Regions from separate parts of the Bicyclus anynana genome. Here region 2 is linked to region 1. A link is a contact called in public Hi-C data. All regions are on one chromosome and are shown on one strand. Each heading gives the region's core, a stretch centred on a gene start, on an enhancer-like site or on the middle of the called end of the contact. The rest is flanking DNA. Distances are from core to core; before and after follow the strand shown. Region 1 has its middle 45 kb from the start of Trnar-ucg. Region 2 holds the start of LOC112048924 (probable G-protein coupled receptor No18).

Region 1 (5,366 bases), core at 1,238-3,737:
TTTGTTATAAAAGAAAATGTTAAGCATGTTAAGTATATATGATTTCCATACAACTCGCAAGAAATAAAATTTAAACACTTTTTTTACAAGTGTAAAATTTTGTATACCTACTGTAATTTTCTTATAAAGTTTTCAAACTCAAGTGGTTGCTGACCCCTGATCTAGACATCCAACTACTGATGGGATTTTTATATATATTCGAACTCGAACTATCCCAATTCTTGTTTGTTTTTTTATGAAATTCCGGTTTCCTAGGTCGATCAATCAATTAATCTCTATGTGAAAATTGTATTAAGACGAGTACAGAAGTTTCTGAGATTAGCCCGTACACCAAACAGACACAAACTTAGCGCTGTGGGGATTTTAATTTACGATTACGTTGTGTATATAGAATTTCAGACACGTGATGTTAAAGTTTAAAGTGTTAACTATAATCTTAAAGACAAGTCTAGCTATTAATTAGCGTGAACTAAATATCGCCGACGACTCAGTAAATTGTACAGTTAATTAATAACAAGGTTATCTGTGTTTATAACTACTAAGTTAATGTGAGAAATCGGAAATGTACCCAGTTTACGATAAACATGTAACTTCGACTGACTTAGGAGTTAGGACTCGGATCTTGGACCTCACTCAGTTGAAAAACTGAGTGAGGTCCAAGATCCGTTTCCACAGTTGACTAACACAAACACTTGCTACAGTTGACTAACACTAACACTTGCCATAGTTGACTAACACTAACACTTGCCATAGTTGACTAACACTAACACTTGCCACAATGACTAACACTAACACTAACACTTGCCACAGTTGACTAACACTAACACTAACACTTGCCGCAGTTGACTAACACTAACACTAACACTTGCCATAGTTGACTAACACTAACACTTGCCACAGTTGACTAACACTACCACTAACACTTGCCACAGTTGACTAACACTAACACTAACACTTGCCACAGTTGACTAACACTAACACTAACACTTGCCGCAGTTGACTAACACTAACACTAACACTTGCCATAGTTGACTAACACTAACACTTGCCATAGTTGACTAACACTAACACTTGCCACAATGACTAACACTAACACTAACACTTGCCACAGTTGACTAACACTAACACTAACACTTGCCGCAGTTGACTAACACTAACACTAACACTTGCCATAGTTGACTAACACTAACACTTGCCACAGTTGACTAACACTAACACTAACACTTGCCACACACCATCATTTTCCTAACTACTTTTTTACCCGACTACGGCGAAGCCAAATGAAGGGTAATGATTTTGGCAGTCTATGTAAATTTGTATGTATGAATTGTAGGTACGTATGCGTATATTTTCCACCGAACGCCTAATGAACCGATTTTAATGAATCAGGCAATCAGGCTATATTTTATCCCCGTATTCCTACGAGAACAGGAACCACGCGGGTGAAACATAAAATAAATAAGAAAATATATTTCTTTTTGCCGTGCGGTTTGCGGTTATGAAACAGATATACCTATTGCAAATATATCTCAACAAGGTACACGTATATTTAATCTGACATCAACCTTCGAAGATGATGATTTGACAATGTTCAATTGCAAAGTTAAAGCCAGTTTATTCAGTAAGAATATTATGAAGAATACGATCATTTTTAATTCTCATTGCACATTGTCCAGTCAACTGACGTTTGCTTCTACACAATAGATGGGATACCTATTCAATTAGTGGACGCGAAATCTTTCCGAGTGGGTCATTTGGAAAATTCGTAAATACAGACGGGGTCAGTGACTCCGTGAGTCACAAGTGGGCGTGGCGTTGGTCAGAGATTAATTTAAGTTGCAGAACGGGCATCGCTACCAATTTGGTGGTACATAAACGTGCAATTGGTATTGGCGGGTCTGGAATGAGACTTTTACTGTTGTGTTACTTTTTTATTTAACAAATTTGATGCTTGTTTACGATTTAATTAGATTTTAGGTGCATAGTAGGTATCTTGGAAGACAAAGAGTTAAATAAAACCATGCTCCTGACTGGTTTTAAGTGACATCTTATTGGGACGCTAAATAGCTTGCCAGTATTCATTTGCTGCTTGGCTAAGCGGTGTCTGGTTATGACCCTAGCAGCAAATAGCTTTTCGTTTATGGAATCTCGGGAAGACGAGGAGGTTATACGAATAGAACTGCGGAAATAGATTTAATAGAAAAAGCAGAAAATTTCCAAATCACATATTATAAATATATTAGTTATACGCAGCAAATATTTCATAGCGATATTGCACATGTTTTATTTAAGTTTTAATCGCTTATTGCACAATTCGCAAAGTTTAAAGTATAAAGTCACCTATTAACTGTAAAAATGACAAGTAGTGGTAAATGTACATCTCATAAATGTCGTATCTATTTTATTTAATTAATAAGAATGTTATTCTTTGATCATTATTATGATTTAGCAGAGCGCGGCAGGCCTACCTGCACGTTACCTTGGCGCCAAGTGCATGCAATATCCTTCCATATTCAAGTAAGACATTCGTGCATCTAGCTTACTTTTCATTTTTACCCTAATCACTTTGGTAATAGAGATCGTTTTAGCGTAAAGCTAATCCGGATTTGTCACAAATAGTGGGTGTTATATTTTTTTATATGAAGTGATATCGGATTAACAGTCTTTGCATGCGACGACGTTTTATCGCGTAGATAATTTTTTTTTAAACAATATTTGCTTTTTTTTTATTATGATCAATATTTCCATTTCTCTCTAATTAATTGGGAAATAGTATGTTAAAAATAGTAACTACGACAATAGTCCAGCCAGCAGGTATCGGGTATAGTCCGGACCCTTTAACGTTGAGCAATTGAGGCTATAAGTGTAACTCACGACTAATATAAAATAGAACGGGCAGTTGCAGTTTAAAAAGTCTTTGTTTTATTAATCTATACTTTGACAAGAAAATCTTTTTCGATCTTTTGTCTAATAAAAGAGAAATTCAGGCACATGAGGTTAAGACTTATGCCTTAAATTGCTAGGTAAATAGGTACTAAACTACTAATACTCGTATTATAAATGCGAAAGTTTGTATGGATGTTTGTTACTTTTTAAATTAGGAATGGCCTTTCATCCCGGAAAAATTCATGGTTCCTGCATGATTTTTTAAAAACTGAATTCCACGTGGATGAACAATAAAATCTTGATAACTTGAATGTCAAACGAAATGTTGAAAATTTCTTGGAACCATTAGGTAGGATTATCTTCACATAACATAACTGTCAACTAAAACCATGAATAACATAAGAACTAATCTCTGGTGCGATAATTTTCCAAAAGTTATTTTATATTGATTGTTCCGTGAACTAATAATAAATTAGTATAAAAATGATTGGAAACAATAAAAAGAATTTTCAAGATCGGTTTATAAATGACGTAATTATCGCTGGACATACATAAAAAAAAACATACATACAGCCGAACGTAGAACCTCCTCCTTTTTGGAAGTCGGTTAAATTACTGAAAACGAACGACAAAACGCAGTATGTTTGTCGTAGCGTGCAAAGGCTCTTTGCCATCGAAATCACAGTTGTGTTTATAGCAGGTGTCAGATTCGTTGCAAGTAATTTGAGGAGGTAGACGAGTGTTTGCCGGTTCTAGATGTGAGAGACAATGACCGCCTGACCCGGCTTGGTCAATCACACTTTTACTGTTTCTCTGTACTTGCTATATTTTTATTATACTTACTAAATTGATTAATTTTGGTACAAAGAGTGGATTGGTGATTGGGGCTTCTCAACGAGATTTTATACTTTTAGATATGTTACGTAAAACAATAAACGCAAAAAGTGATCCGAATTTAGTTACTCCACACAGCGCATAATTTTGAGTTTACTTACATTATATTATGTTTATGTATAAATAGTTTTTAATCATCATCATCATTTTCAACCCATATTCGGCTCATTGCTGAGCTCAAGTCTCCTCTCAGAATGAGAGGGCCATTAGGCCACCATGCTGGCCCAATGCGGATTGGCAGACTTCACACACGCAGATAATTAAGAAAAATCTCCGTGATATTTAATTTCTTTAAATGCACACAACTGAAAAGTTTGACGTGCATGCCCCGGACCGGATTCGAACCCACGCCCTCCGGAATCGGAGGCAGAGGTCATATCCACTGGGCTATCACGGCTCTTTATACATAGTTTTTACACTTCCGCTATTTTATACTCGTCGATTTGCCTATAATAAGGTTTATTAGAATTTGAACTTTATTTCTATGGGGTGCCAAAAATAAAACGACCATAACAACGAAGCTTCCATGGAAACCAACGATGTCACAGTGCTGTAACTTTACAGAATGCAGGGACTGAAGACAACTCGACACTGTACACAATATAGTTATTATTTGTTTAAATAACTTTCGTTGTTTACTATACAACTAAATGAAAATAAGACAGCCTTTGTTCGCTTCAATTTCGACGCGCGTGACGTGTCTAATAGTATAAAATCTTTGGGGCTTCTCAATAATAATGAAATATACTAGAGGCGGGTAGGGTGACAACATTTGACTCTGTAACGATCACTGGCAGATGTTAATAATTAAAATGACGGGAAGCGCTGCTCTCTAAAGCACCAGGATGTAACACCACCAACTTACTGAATCCAGGCTAAAAATATTTACTAAAAAATTAAAAAAAATCTCAGTATATATATCTCAGTTTAAATCTCGGTTATAGCCCAACAGAACTCGAACCCGGAACCTCGCGATACGACGACACATTTAACCACTTGATCAACAAAGCAATAAGTACTAGGCTGTTAGAATTAGCAGGAGCTAATATTGAGCTTTCCAAAAGTGCAGTTTCTTCGCTACACTACTTTGTTCACCACATGTAACACGTCCTTGATGAAAACAACGAATAAATCATTAGAAGTGACGCAGTGATGACGTTATCAAAACAAGTTTACAAGATAAATCTTGAGTAAGGTTGCCACCTTTATGCAGTAACAGCTTATTTATTTACTCTCATATCTTATGACTCCAATTATGAATTAAAAAATATATTAATTAAGTGTAAAATACAGAAGGGCGTGTGCTTCAAGACTCCGCCCCCAAGATCGTGAGTTAAAAAACCTACGTCTGGATGACGTCAGATATCGGATACCTGCAAAATGTCTAAAGACCAAAATAGTGAATAAGTCAAATTAATCGACAAAATGTCATCATGACATACATACTGTATGATAACCACTAGTAAGCACCGGATGGCATTTGTTAAATAGAATCTCAATTTTGTTTAGGTCAATTAGCATACGTCAAAGATAGTGAGTTAGTCTGCTGGTCTTCGCCGGCAAAAATGCTGTGTAAGTGTAGGTAA
Region 2 (6,147 bases), core at 2,564-5,063, 55 kb before region 1:
TTCCGTCACTTACAATTAAATATTGCAGTCAAACGCTAACTGGTGGATACAAAATCTATTTCAGTAAGTACATATCATACATATTAGAGTGTTTATTTTCAATATTATCAAAAGATAAACAAAGTATGCAATACACGAGGAGTCGTAAACCTATCTTATGAGTTCGTCGATCTTGCATTTATTGCAGTATCATGGTATAATAATTACAAAATATTTCGTACATAATATTTTTTTTTATTATGTATTTCCTAGCTTTTTAAGCCTTGAAGTCACAGTCGTCCTCGAGGGAAATGAAGATGATATCAACCTATTTTATCGGCCTACTGCAGTACAGCCCTCCCTTCTTGTATCTTGGTGATACGAGTACGTACTCGAATGTCAAAAATTAGGGGAACCCTGGCATAAGTTTACATTAGTTGTAAGAAGCTGAAAATTTACATGAACTTCAAGGACACTATTCTAAATCAGTTGTGAATCCTCCCCATTGATCTCATAAGTTCAAAAAAGTATGCAAGGTCTTAAATAACGCACTAGCGAACGCGCGTAACTTCGTCCGCGTGGAATTTAGTTTTTCACAAAACCCTCAGGAACCATGGATTTTTCCGGGATGAAAAGTAACCTATGTGTTCATCTAGAGTAAAATCTATTTCCATTCCAAGTTTCAGTCAAATTGGTTTAGTAGTTGCGACGTTAAAGAGTAACAAACATCTATACAAACTTTCGCATTTATAATATTTGTGGTATTTTCAGCTTTTCAGAGAATTTATGCCAAGGTGTTATTTTGGTATTTACTTCTTTATTTCTCAAAGCATCAGTTATATAACAAATATATTATTACTCCAAGGACATAATATACTGCGCTCTTGTACCTCTGGATAGTAACGCTTTTGTTCATATTAATCGTATTGCATTTCTGTTATTGTATTTGAAACAGAAAAGAGGTAAAGAGATGAATAAAACACGGGGAAAGCCACATTTAAAGGTTAGCAAATTTTTAATCTTTTTTTTTTATTCTTTACAAGTTAGCTCTTGACTACAACTTGACGTCGCTTGGTGGTACGTCTTTGCCGGTAGGGTGGTAACTAGCCACGGCCGAAGCCTCCCACCAGCCAGACGTAAACCAATTAAGAAAATCTCAATCGGTCCAGCCGGGGATCGAACCCAGGACCTTCGTTTTTAAATCCACCGCGTATACCACTGCGCCATTCCTTCCACGGAAACGAGAACTACATGGGTGAAACCACGAGGCGTCTGCTAGTGAAAGATAAATAAATAAATAATTCATGCCGTTAAAAGAAAATCCTGCACATACCTGATAATAAAAAAAGTAAATAAATATTAACGATGAAGAATTTAAAAATAAATGGTTTTTTATGTAACACCAATAGAATCGCAATAGCAATGGAGTGTTATTTTGTAATATTGCATAATTCAATAATTATAGTACAAGTTTAGTTATTAAAAACTAATTATCAGTTATTACTTACGTATTTATATATGCTGTTGCATAAATGTATAAAAAACACATGAAAATACTTCAAGTACATCGAAAATTTAGCGTTATTAGATATATATACACATTAGACACAAACAACCAAAAAAGTTTTTAGCCATAACAAAAAATTGTCACTAATTTTCTTTCTGCTTTATTCGATGGGTTTTCTTTTAAAATCTTTTAATTCTCAAATGCGCGATCAAAAGTTTAGTAAAGTGGTTTAGGGTTGTTGGCTTTAACCCAGAAATGATCAGCGTACGGGTCGTTTACTTTATGACGACAGAAATTACATTACCCGTGGAGTGCCAACGTAAATACTGAAATAGATCGTTTTAGATATATCTATTAGCATGCTCATGTTTCGAGTAACAAATTGTAAGTCCAGCTTACGTATGACATTTTTTCTGATTATTTATTTGATATATGCACCGCAATACCAAAGAATCAAAAATCATTGCTGCTGCTGCAAGCTGGCTTCATTTTGCATTTTTGAAACGTCATGTTTGACTATTTGTAAAGATTGGTTCGAAAGGCAGGTTCTTCTAAAAGCTGGAAATAAATTCAATTCTGTATTCTGAGCTCAACAGCGGCTCTTTTAAAAAATCATGTATTTTATAATTTACACTTGTTAAAATCATTACAATTTCTTTTACTTTTTAACTTCCAGTGTAGGTGATCCAATCTATGCATCTTTAACATTAAAGAATTCGTCAATTATATTATTGATGTAAAGTTACCTCGACTAATTAAATTTAATTTAGACATTTTGCTTAAACTTATGCTGCAGTGTCGATTACTAGAGCTAAAGATCGTAATGTCCCTTTAAGGAAGAGTCTTTAAAAGATTTTATTCCATCATTATAGGTACGTACTGCAAAATGAAAAAATCTTTCCTTAATCATCATCATCATCATCATCACCATCATCATTATCAGTCTCTTGTAATGGTTTCGAAACAACCACAGCATCCAGCGGCTTTGTGTGACTCGCTTGATGTCGTCGATTCACCTGATGGGGGGTGTTCGGCAAACAATGCGTTTCTTTTTTGCCTTTCTTCTACAATAAATTATTCAGGTTCGTAGGTTCGTAATGAGTCTTTAGAGAAAGCTATATATTTTGTGTCACTTGTCTAATGTCAGACTTGAATGCTATTTTTATTGATTAAATAATTATAAATTCTGTATGTAAGCTGGGGTGCGATTCCACTATTTTACAATCATCGACGAACCTTTCGCTCTTACTCGAATTTGAACTTTGTGTTTAAAAGATGCCAAAATTAAAATGCCACTAACAAAGTATGTAGGGCTGATCTACACTCAGTTTAAAAAAGTTATCCCACAGTATCTACGTAATAGCTTCACATGTGTGGATCTGTTTAGTGTTTATCTGTTTTTGTCAAAACTGTAACTCGAGTATGTAACCGATATAATTTTCCTCATTAGTATTTCATAAAAAACCTAACGCAAAAAGTTTCTATGGAATTTAGTTTAAACGATCTTTTCCTGGTGTACTAACTGGTGAAACTACTATATTCGTATTTAGCGAAAAGTTTTATTACCGTTTAATACGAAATTACTGTTTAAATATAAATACACACAAATTATCTCTTAGGACAGGGTCTTACATATCTACATATTGTTCGTTAGCTTTCCTAAAAGTCATCATAAATATAAATGAATTTATATCTAAGTATACAATACCTTCTGGTAATTTTAGCCCTTTGATTAGTTGAATTGAATTAATTAAATTATTGAATGGAATTTTGATGAGGGTTGTACACCTTTACAGTTTTAGATCAGTCAAGACGTGAATGATTTATTTAGAGCTTCAATCAATATCAAAGATGAAGTCACGGGAAAAAGGAAATTAGCTATTAAGTTCAAATACCCAATTGCATAATATTTAATTCATAGATAAGAACAAAAGTTGAAGGGTACTTATTGCATAGGTACTTAAAGTTTATATACACTAAGACGTTAAACAAGATCTTCAGCAAAATTAAAAGTTAAGTAGGTACCTACTTAATTTATGAATGCACAGATGACAAACCTTTATAACATTTATTTATTTGTTTTTCAAAACATAAACGTTAATAATGTTAATTTACATTTCAATACCAATTTCTAGAATTTCTAGAAAACTTACACGAGCATCACCGTGTTCCAATTCCAAGTTTAAAATCGTAACGGCTGACGGTTTTCTGAATGACAAAGCTTCGTGTGTTATGTACATAGAATTATGGCTATGGGATATTCGTATAGCAACTTGTAGCCGCTCGGAGAGGGGATGCCACGCGTTTCAAGCGGACTCGAACCGCTCGCCAGTCAGTTGTCAACTGACAGCGGAACGAGAAAGACGCGGCCGCTACGACCAGCGTGTTCTCAAACAAAACTTCACGCAACTTTACTGCAGTTGCGAGCGAACTAAGTGTTAGATTGCGTGCAAAGTGCTATAGTGTTTAGTGATGACTTTTGTATGGAATCGTCGGCTTTCATGTCTCCTGGACGAGCGTTGATGTCAGAGGAGATGGATGCGAAAGACCGGCTTGTGGAGGAGGTGATACTCCTCGCCCTGTTTCTTGTCTCGACGGCGGCCAATTCGTTGGCACTCTTGGTGTTCTGTCGACGACCTGGGCTGAGAACTATATCCAATAGGTAAGTTGCAAAGACCTAAATTGTCGACCCCTAAATATTGAAACACTTTTTTAATATTTGAGAATATCAACCACCATTTAGATACTAATTGAATAACTTAATGATGAAATTAATAACTGAAATAAACCCCTAAATATTGAAACAATAATATGCGTTTCACTATTTATGAAAAACTTAAAAATAAGTACTTTAAGTTAATGAAACCAGACATTACTATCAATATAATGAGAAGAATTGGAGAAGAAAAGGAATAAGATTCATTAAAAGTGTGATCAAATAATAAAATTTGTGTTTCAGTATTTGTGCTATATGTACTTAGCAACATTACTATAACTACCATATTAAATATATTAAAGAGACAGGAAAATAATAAATACATTAAACATCGTTATAATTATTTCAGCTAATTAATTTTAGAATGTTTGGTAAAACCTTTTATTCCGGCATTCTGTTTCCTCAATTTGGAAACAGAGTCAAATTAGAGTGAACAGGATGTTGTGGAAATACAGTCGGATATCAAGGCAGACAAGTCATAATAAAGCATTTGTAATGCAGACGTTGAAAATTATCGCATCCTTCAAATTCTTTACGTTCATTACGCCTAATATAAATTAATTAAGTCCATCGCAACACTTCGAAATGAGACAAGAGAGAGCCGTCTATCGAAAACGCGGAATTCATAAAAACTTATGGACAGCATGCGAATGTTGTACAAGCATAAGTAATAAAATTCGTTTTAACCGCGTAACAAATGTTGATTTATGTTATGAAAGCAGGGTTGACACTGAAAATAACTAAAATATAAAATCTAAAGTCATTCAAACCCAAACATTGAAGTTTTGGAAACCCTTATTGACTTCCTTTTTTTGTCAAGCGATCATACTATTGGGCTCTCGCCAAACGCCATATTATTATTAGACTATTAGTGTCGGTCCGTCCGTCTACCTGCTCTTTACATGTTTGTTTTACAGACTTTTGTAATCCATGATCTATGTTTACAAATTTTAACTCCACGACCGAGTCATAAGGTAAAAAAATTGCTAAGAGCAATTCGTTTCGTCATACTAAGAGAAGGTCAAAGCCTCATCGTCCGTTTTCAATTCAAAGATATTAAAAAACCTTACAGCCAATGTAACTGTTGGGCAACTTTACTCATAACGGCTCTTGATAATGAAAACAAAAACGTACAATATGTTTCATTGCTATAATAAAAATAAATAATGTGTTGAAGACATATACGTAAAACCTAAATACATATAATTAAACTTGATAATTTCAAAGTAGGTACGTATAAGCTAATTGAAATTCTTAAAACTCTTATTGTTTAACAAAGTTACGTACTACAATAAATCAGAAGTAACGTTAAACTTAAATAATAAAAACAAAGAAAAATATTAAAATAAGAATAGCGTGACATCGTTTGCTTAGTTTGGTAAGAATCTAAATTGTAAAATAACTCGGAACATGAACTCATGTTTCAAAATATAAATCTAGTAGATTGTAAGATAAAATTCAAGTAACTATTTAAATAACGTTGTCTATATTACTAATATTGTTATATTCAGTCGTATTCATTATAAAGTACGAAAACGTTAAAACAAAAGTCATTCCAATTTAAACAAAGTGCTTTAATCGACACATTTCTGTTAGCCCAGTCTGCGACATCAAACGTTTTAAATTGATCGAAATAAATTATATAATTTAAAACATCTGCGACTGAAAAAACCTGGCAAATATTCCGCTAAGGTTGCCCACTTAACGTTTTGCAATTGCAATTTATAGTTGCGGTGAAATGTATTCGAAAGATCAGAGGAGAAGCGAGCGATGTCCCAGATAACTGGCGACCGACGCTGCTCAATAAGAAGTAGTAAAATAAAATACGCTAGACTCAATTAGTTACTCGTAGATAGATAAATCACACCGTTTCCCGAGAAACAGACGGTGTAGAGCGGTTTGTTCCAACCTAATCCAACTACGAGTAGGTATAGTCAAAGATTTT

The links. Hi-C and Micro-C count contacts between places; a contact is called where the count stands out from the background.
Region 2: a contact with region 1 is called in a Hi-C map of whole body, with 1.6 times the contacts expected there. The contact joins the promoter of LOC112048924 here to the enhancer-like site in region 1. A contact is called at or near these places in 2 of 2 Hi-C or Micro-C datasets (whole body and whole larva).

The regions. Positions count from the first base shown.
Region 1 is chr8:14,895,187-14,900,552 of ilBicAnyn1.1, reverse strand. No RefSeq gene overlaps it. Among protein-coding and RNA genes, the nearest start is that of Trnar-ucg, 45 kb to the right of the region's middle. Within about 2 kb of position 2,487, at least 7 of the 8 cell types and tissues checked have open chromatin away from gene starts, as enhancers often do.
Region 2 is chr8:14,950,300-14,956,446 of ilBicAnyn1.1, reverse strand. LOC112048924 (probable G-protein coupled receptor No18) reads left to right here and starts at 3,813. Exons shown (of 2, transcript XM_024086631.2): 1 at 3,813-4,148. The coding sequence starts at 3,970.